4 separate regions of the Sus scrofa genome follow, and all the other regions are linked to region 3. The links are chromatin contacts, called in public HiChIP or PLAC-seq and promoter capture Hi-C maps. All regions are on one chromosome and are shown on one strand. The core of a region is the stretch at or near the end of the contact, and the rest is flanking DNA. Distances in the headings are between cores, read along the strand shown.

What was found. Promoter capture Hi-C pulls out the DNA fragments that hold promoters and counts their contacts. HiChIP or PLAC-seq counts read pairs in DNA pulled down with a chosen protein or histone mark.
Region 1: a contact with region 3 is called in an H3K27ac HiChIP or PLAC-seq map of skeletal muscle, with 3 times the contacts expected there. The contact joins the promoter of MYBL1 here to the promoter of CSPP1 in region 3. A contact is called at or near these places in 2 of 5 promoter capture datasets (fetal liver and liver), 4 of 47 Hi-C or Micro-C datasets (brain, embryonic fibroblasts, fetal skeletal muscle and 1 more) and 1 of 2 datasets of contacts at active chromatin or transcription factors (skeletal muscle).
Region 2: a promoter capture Hi-C map of fetal liver shows a contact between it and region 3, with 2.7 times the contacts expected there. The contact joins the promoter of ADHFE1 here to the promoter of CSPP1 in region 3. A contact is called at or near these places in 2 of 5 promoter capture datasets (fetal liver and liver), 12 of 47 Hi-C or Micro-C datasets (adipocytes, embryonic fibroblasts, fibroblasts and 6 more) and 2 of 2 datasets of contacts at active chromatin or transcription factors (alveolar macrophages and skeletal muscle).
Region 4: an H3K27ac HiChIP or PLAC-seq map of alveolar macrophages shows a contact between it and region 3. The contact joins the promoter of ARFGEF1 here to the promoter of CSPP1 in region 3. A contact is called at or near these places in 2 of 47 Hi-C or Micro-C datasets (embryonic fibroblasts and fetal skeletal muscle) and 2 of 2 datasets of contacts at active chromatin or transcription factors (alveolar macrophages and skeletal muscle).

The regions. Positions count from the first base shown.
Region 1 is chr4:68,118,681-68,121,380 of Sscrofa11.1, reverse strand. It overlaps MYBL1 (myb-related protein A), which reads right to left and starts at 1,303. Exons shown (of 16, transcript XM_021089286.1): 1 at 868-1,303. The coding sequence starts at 887. LOC106510063 (a long non-coding RNA gene) reads left to right here and starts at 1,600. Exons shown (of 2, transcript XR_001308193.2): 1 at 1,600-1,940; 2 at 2,028-2,344.
Region 2 is chr4:68,284,017-68,286,716 of Sscrofa11.1, reverse strand. It overlaps ADHFE1 (hydroxyacid-oxoacid transhydrogenase, mitochondrial), which reads left to right and starts at 1,281. Exons shown (of 14, transcript XM_003125603.4): 1 at 1,281-1,388. The coding sequence starts at 1,330. It overlaps RRS1 (ribosome biogenesis regulatory protein homolog), which reads left to right. Exons shown (of 1, transcript XM_003125604.4): 1 at 1-914. It overlaps LOC110260284 (a long non-coding RNA gene), which reads right to left and starts at 1,228. Exons shown (of 3, transcript XR_002343277.1): 1 at 1,112-1,228.
Region 3 is chr4:67,843,029-67,845,728 of Sscrofa11.1, reverse strand. CSPP1 (centrosome and spindle pole-associated protein 1) reads left to right here and starts at 1,392. Exons shown (of 27, transcript XM_021089277.1): 1 at 1,392-1,475.
Region 4 is chr4:67,464,227-67,466,926 of Sscrofa11.1, reverse strand. ARFGEF1 (brefeldin A-inhibited guanine nucleotide-exchange protein 1) reads right to left here and starts at 1,410. Exons shown (of 39, transcript XM_001928010.7): 1 at 743-1,410. The coding sequence starts at 866.

The DNA of each region.
Region 1 (2,700 bases), core at 54-2,553, 280 kb before region 3:
TAATCCTGACAAAAAGGGCCCTAGTTTTTTGTCATCTAAGTGATTACTACACACAATTTAGGAGTAGCTACTGTAGTGACATATTAACAAAGATGACATGCATAAGTTCAATCTAGCAAGTTTCCAACAAAAGCCATGTCCTGTCTCTGTGCAACACTTCCGTAGACACACAAAATATTAAGTGAATCAAACACATTGTTTTATTTTAAGATCAAGCTACTGGCGGTAACAGTGTGACATCTCCCAGTAGAGGATATTAAATACATATATATATATATATATATACACATAACACTAAAACCATGAGGATGGTAATTACAGAAAACATCAAAAAGAGCCTCTCTACTCATGATTCCTCAGAGGATTTCCATACCTTTCAAGGTGGCAGAGATGGCCGAGGGGTCCCCACCTATATTTAACACAAGAGTTCCTATTTTTAACAGGTCCAGTAATTCAGAGAAAAAGAGGCCCTCTGAATGCCACTTTGAGGTCGTCCGGCCAGGTCAGTACCCCAGCCTCACCAGAGGAGCGGACTCCCTGAAAGCACACAGACTTACCTGCCAAGAAACTCCCACCAAGAACTTGCCGCGAGAGATTGTGGGTCCGGACGTGCGCTGGGGGGGGAGAAGGGACTCAAGGAAGCAACCCGGGCATCTGTTGCTCACTTCGTGAGTCTTAAACACACCGGTCCCCGACTCTCCACACGTCACAGCTGCGCTCCGGCCAGCGTGCCGAAGCGGCTGTGGAGCAGCGGGCAGGATAACCTCGGCCCGGGCTAGGCAGGGCCTGGTGGGGAAGCGGCGGGAAAGGCAGGATGATCTGAGCCGAGACTGTGCCGACAGGCCTGGAGAAGGGGATGTCACCCACCTGCGCGACCTCTTCGCCATCCTTCAAGTACCGCATAGGCGCAGGCTGGGCGGGGACGCAGTTCAGCCTCCTCCAGCCTCAGGCGAATGCTCCTTCTCCCCAACCCTCCCGCCGCTTCACTCGCTCACGCTCCGAGGCGACCGAGTGCGGAACTCAAGTTCCCGGCAGAGCAGGACGGAGGGGCGGACCGAGACCCGCCCCCGGCCCGCAGCGCCGCTCCTAGCCCCGGCCTGGCCCGGTCAGGGATACCCCCAACATGTCAGCAGGCGCGCTCCTGCCCTCCGCTGGCCGCTCCCCCTGCCTCTCAACCTCCTTGCCGCGGTCCCAGCGCGGCTCCGCCGCGGGAGCCGACCCCCGCCCTCTCCCCGCAGCGAGCCGCTCTGCAGGGCTCGCAGCCTCCTGCAGGGTTTTGTCCGCACCGCCGAATCTCGCGCCCAGCCTCCCTCAAGAGCCGCCGTTTGAATCTGCGCACGCGGCCCGGAACCTCATTGGCTGTGGCGGCGGCACGCGGGGGAACGAGGGCGGGGCCGGGAGAGCGCGCGCGACTGAGGGCGGGGCTGGGGAGCTGGAAGCCGGGACTGGAACTCGCGGGAGCGGGGGAAGGAGCTGGGAGCGAGGGGGTGGGGCCGCAGGCGGGGCTCGCGGGTCTAGCTATGACAGGACCCGGAGCGCGCCCAGCGCCGCACCGCGAGGGGGCGGGGCGCCGAAGGCCGCGCGGGGCCTACTGGGAAAGCAAGTTCCAGGCTCGCGGAGAGGCTATCTGGCCGGAAACGCGGCCTGAGCCCAAATTTAACGGGATGCGGCACTGTTGTCCCTGGGGGTTGAGCTGTCCTGTCAGGGATTGTCCCCGCACCCTTCTCTCGGCCACAGCTGCTCACTCCTGGGGTGCATCCCTCCTGTTAGGAGGCGCGGTCTTCGGATTTGAGACAAATCTAACTATAAAATTTGCGCGGCCGTTATTGTTTAAGCAAAAATGAGAGCTCTTTTGGCCCAAACTTGGTAGTCAAGATTCTGTAGCAGGAAACTGAACATCAAGACCGAGCAAGAGTGTGACAGGTGGAAAAAGTTTTCAGGTAGACACGTGCTTGGAATGGAAAAGGGAAAAAAACAGGGTCTGCGGCTGGTCTTCAAAGAGCTTAATCCACTACCCGGTTCTGCAGGAAATAACTGCGGTGCGCAGTGAAGGAGCCGTGATCCCGGAGAAGAATGCGGGAAGACAGGAATGGACTGGGAATTACGCGCAGATAACCGAGCGCGGTAGTCAACAGGAGAAGGTTATCTTCCTTCGCAGGAGAGAGGGGAGGAGTAAGGAACTGCTGGGGAGGAGCTTCTAGCAGTTACAAGTACGAACTGCTCAGTTTAACTCTTATTAAAGTAGATTAATTACAGTAATGATTAGAAATGCTAAAGGATCCAAATTTGCAAGGTAACATGCTCTACTGCATAGAGCACAAAACCACATGTTAATGTAACAAAACTTACATTTTGCTATTTTGAAATTTTACGCATCAATTTTTGCAAATCAAAGATGCAGGTGCAAATGTGAATTAAGAGGCGCTTGCATGTACTACTTTCAAAACTTAAAACACCTGCCTTTTAATACTTCCTTTTTCTCAAGTTAGGTTTCTGGGACGGTAAAACAGCTTTTCTTTCAAATCATTCTTTATTGTGTTGCTAATTCATTTAAAAAAAAAAAACCCTAATTTAGAAAGTAATGTCGTTTGAAAATAGTTTTCTTATATACTCCTAGGTCTTAATACTCTGCTTATTTACATCCTAAAAGGAAACCGTCTTTCTGCTATATTTAGGCTACAGTCAGTTTTATACAGAATA
Region 2 (2,700 bases), core at 32-2,531, 440 kb before region 3:
TTAAACAGACTTTTTTTTTCCTTGTAAACTTTGTATGTGGTGTGAGGGAGGTCATATTTCAAAGACTTTTAGCATTGTTTTGATAACAAGCTTCTGTATTTATCAAAGTGGGGGAACAAAAAGATTACAAGGTTACATTTTCAGAACTGTTGTAAAGGCCATTTAATAAAGGTATGTCTGGATCTAATATTGCTTTCAAATTTTGTAAGTTTTAAGTAAAGCCAGTGACCTGGATACGTGTTACAGATTATTTTCATTTACTTTCTAGAAGATATCCACCAGCTAACTTATGACGTTAGCAAGACCGCTTTATTAGGAAAACTCATGCTCCTTTTGATACCTGATATATTATTGAAAGTGTACAACTGGTGTCTCTTTGAACACTGAAAACATTAATTTGCTCTAGCTGATAAATTTGTGCTTCACTAAATAATGCAATCTTAATTAATCCTAATTTTATACTTAAATTTTTATCAACATTTATGTCTCCAGTTCTTTTAAAGCTTCAAGTGGGATCTGTTTGGGGAAGAGAGAAACCCACAAAAACCTTGGAACATTATTATCTTTAGATTCATTTGTCACATTGACTTGAGCTGGTTTAATTAGGAGATGAAATGTTTACAGCTATCCTGGGTTTCTTTCCTTAATTGATTTCAGTAACTCACCTTCCTAAATATCTCCTGAAAATTAACAGTAAATCTAGAATGGGGGGAGGGGGCTTTTTTCTGCTGTTAGAGCTCTAGGGAGCCACTCTACTCTTGGTTTTTGGTCTGACAATTGATAGGAAATTAGAATTGGGAGTTCGTTTTGTCTTTTTTTCAGTGTTGTTCCCTTTTTACAAAGTTGTAGAAATTGCTATGAAAGAAAGGATTAATTCAGATTTCATAATGGGTTAATAAAAATATGTTCAATTGTTACTGTCTTAAGATAACTTTCTGATAAAGAGCTGTGCCATCGATAGTGTTTCTGCTAGGACAGGGGGCAGAAGGCAACATAGCATTTTAAAGGAGTCAGAGTGGAAAAGAATGCTCTTTCTCCACATTTCCCAGGTCTCCGACTAGTGACAAAGAGGATTTACACAGAGACTTGGGGAAGTATCCTAAACAGTTACCTGCATGGCAATTTCAAAGGCGGAGGGTGAGACCCTGCAGCTGGAGCAGTCGTAGTTCCGCCTCGTGGGAGAATGGCCTGGAGCCGGAGGGCTGCTGTGGGGGGCGCGAGACCCAGCGGAGCGGGTGGGCGGGCGCGGCCGAGGGGGCGGAGGGGAAGCCAGCGGCACGGATTGGCCGGCGGTGGGGGCGGGGCCCCGAGGAGGGAAACGGTGCAGCCATGGCCGCTGCCGCTCGCGCCCGGGTAGCACACTTGCTGAGGCAACTGCAGCGCGCAGCGTGAGTACGGGGTCGGCAGGCGGGCAGGGGACAGCGCATTCTTCCCGCAGTCATTTTCAGGAACTTTGGATCGCGTTGCCGCAGTGCGCGCCCGCGGCGAGCCAGCCTAGACAGCTCCGTCCCTGTGCCAAGCAGCCAGCGCTGCGCGGTGAGGCCGCTTGTACTCTGCCAGTTCTACGTTAGGGAAAGTAAGCCCCAGAAAGGAGAGCACCCGGTCTCAGATCAGGGCGGGCAATGGAGAGCCTGGCACAGTGACCAAGACAAATGCATGTGTCCAACCAACACATACGTACTGGGTGTATGTTATCGTGCCAAAAACTATTCTAGGAGCTGAAGATAAAAAAACGAAAGACTGCAGCAGTTTAAAATCTGGCAGGGAAAATTGCATGAGGGAACAGGGTGAAACTCTGTGCAGGACCCCACGGAAAGGTTCAGAGCAATAACCAGGAGCTTGACTCCTTGGTATGTGCAGGCAGTCAAGGAGTTAAACATTATGATACGTCTGACTTCTCCAAAAATGCCAGGTACTAGTAGCCACGTGATAAATGTGTTGAATGTGCAGATGCACAAGTCGGTCTGGGAAAATATGAGGGGAAAAAAAAGGTGGAGATAAACAGGAGGAAAGGATGGGAAGGAAAGAAGAATTTCAGGCAAAGGGAAGAACAGCACCAGAGGCAAAAGCCTAGTTCCAGGATCTAAAACTAGTTAAAAGTCTGGACTACCTTTATAAGAGGAGGTGAGGATAGAAAAGACAGATGTGGGAAGACCATGAATTAGAAAATAGCTAGGAGTTCCAGTGAGTTAAGAATCTGACTGCAGGGAGTTCCTGTTGTGGTGCAGCAGGTTAAGAGCCCAACTAGTATCCAAGAGAATAAGGGTTTGATCCCTGGCCTTGCTCAGTGGGTTAAGAATCCGGCCTTGCCAAAAGCTGTGGTGTAGGTTGGAGACGAGGCTGGGATCCTGCATTGCTGTGGCTGTGGCATAGGCCAGCAGCTCCAGGTCCAATCTGACCCCTAGCCTGGGAATTTCTATATGCCGAGGGTGCAACCCTCCCTAAAAAGAAAAAAAAAAAAGTCTGACTGCAGGGTTTGATCCTATGTGGTGCAGTAGGGTAAAGGATCTGGTATTGCCACAGCTGTGGGTGGCTTGGATTCAGTCCCTGGCCCAGGAAATTCCAAATGCTGCCAGCACAGAAAGGAAGGGAAAGAGGGGAGGGAGGAAGAGAAAAGAAAACAGCTAATGTTTACTGGGCACTTACCAGGTGCTAGGCACTTTACATGTACTATTAATAATAACTAATCCTTACAAGAAC
Region 3 (2,700 bases), core at 143-2,642:
CCCGTGTATTTATCAATTTATCATACCTAAGGACTGATATACATTATCACATTTTTAATCAAACATTTTGTAAAATTTTTAAAAATTCCAACACTTAGCAATGAAAACATGATTCAAGCCACTTAGGCCTCAAAAAGGATGACTGACTCTAATATCAAATAGATACTACTTTAAGCTATCACATTTGCCCTACTGACAGTTAACTGCTATATTGTTTTAGATCAAACAACGTGTACTTCAAATTCTGGGGAGAAAAAAAAACCCCACAGGACTATAGCAAATCTCATCGACGAGGTATTAAGGTATTCATTGTAACTTGCTTTTTAATAAGCAAAAGTTTTCAGTCTCCCAGGTGTTGACCAATTTTTTCCGTATTATGTCCAGAAATACACATCTCTATGTAAACCCAAGCATCTAAAGGTATATATAGCAGGCATTTACAGCCTAAGCGCCTTCTAGACCGGACATACTGTTCTGCAACTTCAATGCCACGTCTCTAGAACGTATTTACAAATGAACATCCAGGAACAAACGCCAACGATGATCCACTGTGTCAAGACCACAATTCATTGCAAGGAGGTAAACTGCTGTGTTAAATTTAAAAACCAGTTAGAGTCCAGTTAAGATTGTCTTAATATCTAAGAGCTAATCCCTCCCCCTTTTATAGAACTTTCCCTAAGGATAAATGAGCGCCCATTCCTGAATCGGTCTAGGCCACACACAAAGCTTTACTGGGAATACAAAGGGCTCCAGCCAAGGCCTAGGCGGGGCGCGAAACCACCCGCCCTACTTTCCAGCCGCCTCGGAACAAAATCACAGAGGGCCCTTAATTAGTTTGGGCTGAGAACAAGCGAAATCAGGGTTTACTACAGAGAAGGGTCAGCTAAGACTTGCAGGTAACGGTTACTCACAAAATGAGACTGAGCAGAAGGCGCGGAGTTAAGCTCAAGGCTGCGTCCACCAGGGCTGGGGAGAAGGTGGCCTCCCGGGATGACCTTGAAGCTGAGGCGACGCCGACCGCTCGGCTGCACCCCGAAAGGTACCGGGGCCCGGGGCCCTGGACCCACAGGACGGAGGGGCCCGAGGCTGATTCATGGGCTCTGGCACAGAGTCGGGTTCCCGGCAGGAAGCGGACTTAACTCCGCGGGGACCCCCGATACGAAGAGCCCGGCGACTGGCCGCAGGCGCTGCCGCCCCTCGCGCAAGGCCGACGGTGACTCAGGAGTCTTTCTCCTCCAGTTGCAGGCGGAAAAGTAACCGCCCCCCGACCCACGCGGCCGCCCGCGGCGCTCCGGAGCCGTGGCGCTCCAGGCTAGCCCCGCCCCTTCCGGCCCTTGGCTCCACCCCCACCCGGCCTCCCTGCAGCGGCGCGCCTGCCAGCTCGCAGGTTTATCCCGAGCGGCAGTGCTTTCGGGGTTTCCACAGAGGATTTCAGGGCTCCTGAGGACCTCGCTGTGTGCTATTTCCTTGAATATGTAAGTGATTAAACTACCAGTTTGTAATGGATTTAAGCAAGCAGAAAACGCTCTAAAAAGAGTCCCCCATTCCCAGTTACATTCGCTTGGTCTTCTACTCCCTCACGTAGTTAAGTACTTAAAAAACTGGTGGTATTGGACCCCCCCCACCTTATAGTAAGGGTAGCTGGATTCGACCTTTTAACACTCAGAAAAGAACTAGTTACCCGGAAAAAAAAGAAGCTGTTATATGTGCCCTATATTATAACAATAGCTCTTATTACTATATTTATTGATAATAGTAGAAGGTTAAGAAAAAGCATTCATAAAGCAGTCGCTTGCCTTATTTATGAACATGTAAATTGCTATTGATTTTCATGCTTTGTGTTTTATTACACTTTTTTCTTTTGATCATGATGTATTGAGCCCTGGCTGCATAGTACTAAGCTTAGGTCTAGAGGAAACGGGGTGTTGATCTTGCCAGAAAAAAATGCACATGAAAGCATATAATTAAACGATTGAATCAGTGAAAGACACGTCTCTCATTTAAACACTGTAAGTTGATGACATTATAAATCATTTAAAGATAAAAATGGATTAACTCTGGTACAGGCATCTAGAATTGAGCTGGGTGGCCATTATTGGGTGTGGTTTCCCACATCACTGAGAACTTCAATTTTTTGAACTGTGTCTAACTCAAGGACACCACCAGCTGCTTTCAAAACAATATGTCCTAGCAGCTGCTAGCTGCAATCTTTGAAGTTTCAAACATATCTCCCCCCCACCTTTCACAGCTATGTGATCTTTTCAGTCCCCAAACAGTCCTTATTTAGCAAGCACCCTTCTTGCCCCCTCAAATCCTAATTCTTGAGAAACAATTTATATAATCTTATGGTTTTGTGCCTTTGTATACTTCCCCCATTTTGTAATCTGGCAGAATACAATTCAGCTGCTCCTTGGATCTGTGTGTCCTGGGCTGCAGTCCTAACATTCCCCAAATAAATGCCTCTTTATTTCAACCAGGTCTCTGTTCTTAGAATTCTTGTTTAACACTTCTAAGAAATTGATAAAAATCCAGTGCAGAATATATTTTGCCTCAAAGAAACATGATGTGAAAGCCTAAACCTAGCAAAACAAATTGTGATTATAGTCCTTTTACCAAAGGATTCTTCCTTATGAGATAAACTGGAACCTGGGACCTTTCACCTGAATGCTTACACCTGGAAGAAACTTTAAGGGACTAAAA
Region 4 (2,700 bases), core at 161-2,660, 380 kb after region 3:
TTCAAGCTTGAGAGCGGCTGCCACGGTCCAAACATGTGGCTGGTGGGTGTCATTGTCTTTTTCCTCTTCCCCATTCAAACCCTTCCTTCCTTGTCCCCTAAAGCCATCTTATCTAAAGGTCCTATCCTTCCCCGCTTTTATCTCGCCCCCCCACCCCTTAACCTCCGGTCTAGTTCTTCCAGGTCAGCCCAGTCGGATACCACATTACTCTGTTTTTCCCGTGGCGGAGGCGGAGAGATGTCAGAACAGGCTGCACCTCTCGCAAACCCCTTCTCGAGACTGTCAACAAGGGAACAACTTCAGCCTAGCTTCCCAAAGTACCACGCCAAACGACAAAGTTATGGAAATTACAAGACAGAACCCTTCCCACGCCCAATCCTGCCAAATCAGCTCCACCTCAATTTTCCACGCCAATAAACAACAGCTCCTCTTGCTGCCGCCTCACAAAGGGTGAGAGCCTGTCCGCACCGCACGGTCGGCCGACACAACCTGCTCTTCCCGAGTCGAGCCCGAGCGCAGCCGCCGGCCCCGGGCCGAGCTAACTAACTGCCCTTCCTCCTCCACCCTGCCTCTGCCCCCCATCCAGCCGAGTTACTGTCAACTCCAGCCAGGCGGCCGGGGCTCGGCGAGGGCTCCCCGAGGTTAGCGGCGCCGGCTCAGGGCGAGCCCCCAGCGACCCCACCTCCCGCGCCGGCGCCCCCCCCATTCCCCCACCCCCATCCCCGGCCTCCTCCCCACTCACCTAACGCCACCTCGCACGCTTTGCGCAGTTGGGAGTGATGCGCCTTCTTCACTTCCTTGTCGGCCAAAATCTTCTCCAGGGCCCGGGTCAGGAACATGTTCTTCGTCTTCTTCCCCTCATACATGGACGCAGAGAAGGAGGCGGCGGCTCGTCCGACCCGCGGCTCCCAGCGGCTGGAGGGGAGGAGGAGGGGGAGGAAAAGCGGAGAGAAAGGAGAGGGGGTGGAGGTGGGGAAGAGGAGGCGTGGAGGGCAGCGGCAGGATCAGGAAGGGGCGGGCGGCCGAGGAGCGCGGAGGTCGTCACCGCCCCCAGAGGGGCCGCGCCCGTGGGACCTCCGCTTCTCCCCGCCCGGGGGTCGTTTGCCGGCCACCCCGCTCCACTTGTCCCTCCGGCCCGGGGGCGGCGAGGGAGCCCAGCTCGGCGGCCGTCAGCCGGAGGCCGAGGGACGAGGCGGCGGCTCAGAGGCCCGGCGAGAGCAGGGCTGCCCTGGCTACTGTGGGGATTAGCACCCGCCGTGGCCGCGGACTGGCCTCCATCACCGCCGACCTGCCCCGGCCGCCATGTTGGGAGGAAACGACGCGTCACGCAGCGGCCGAACGGCTGCAGAGGAGGAAGCGGCGGCGGCAGCGTCGGCTGCCCAGAGCTGCCGCGGCGCCGGGAGGCAGGGGGCGGAGGGCGGCGCGGGAGGAGCGGCTCGAGCCGCAGCGCTACGGCGGCCCGGCGGGGCCTCGCCGCCTCCCGCGTTTGCCTGCAGGGCGGCGTGGGGCGTGGCGGGCGTCCTGCGGCGCCACGCGGGGCGCTTCGGGCTCCTCACTGGGGCTGCGCCCTGGCACCCGGAACCCCCGGGGCCGAAGCTCCTACTGAATGAATGGGTCTCCCAGCTGCGCTGCATCCACGTATCGGAAGCATATGGAGAGCCCCCCGGTGGGCGCGCGGCCCCTTCCGCTCCAGGGGTCACGGAAACAGCCGTCCGGCCCAGGTTCAGCCGCGCGGTCTTCACCTGGCACTCTCGATTTTCAGTTTCCTTACCAGCTGCACGAAACTGCTGTCCAGGTCCGTGCCCGCCGACTACCTCAGGATTCTCTCTTGGGAAGACTAAAACCAATCTGACAAGGATTGGGGACTGTTTCACTTTTTCATTTCTGTAGGATAAAAATCGGTAAACTCTAGGTTTCAGATCTCTACTGAATTGAGATTAAAGTTAAGGGAACAGGTGAATGCTTCTGATTGATGAGTTCCCTTAGAGCTCTATGCCATTAATACTAAGATTCGGCTCAGGACAGGAAAACTAGTTTCAGAATGGAAAAGCTCTAAGTACAGATGTTACCGCAGACACACGTGTCTGCTTAAATACTAAAGAAGAATTCAGATGTCTACAATGTTTCATTCAGAACAGAAAATGATAAAGAATACCATTAAACTATATGCAAATAATTTACATGGTGATCTAGGTGCATATCTCCAAGTTCAAAGCTACTGTGTGGCTGTTATCAACCACACGCCCCAAACTGTTACACACTGTTAGACTGTGTCTCTCACAGTTCTGGTCTATTCGATCCTCTTGACTGTGGACTTGTCCTAATGCAACCATCCAAATTCAAAAATGGAGAGTCTGGGAGTTCGCGTCGTGGCTCAGTGAAAATGAACCTGATTAGCATCTATGAGGATGCTGGTTCAATCCCTGGCCTTGCTCAGTGGGTTAAGGATCCGCATTGCTGTGAGCTGTGGTGTAGGCCATCTCCTATTGATTGGACCCCTAGCCTGGGAACCTGTATATGCCGCCGGTATGGCCCTGATCTGGCATTGCTGTGGTTGTGTGGGCCAGCGGCTACAGCTCCAATTTGAGTGACAAGATTTGGGACAGTCTAAAAACCACGGGAAATAAAAATGGAAACCTTGAGAATGATCCTAATTAAAATGAACAAATTATTATTATTTTTTTTCATCTACACCTGAGG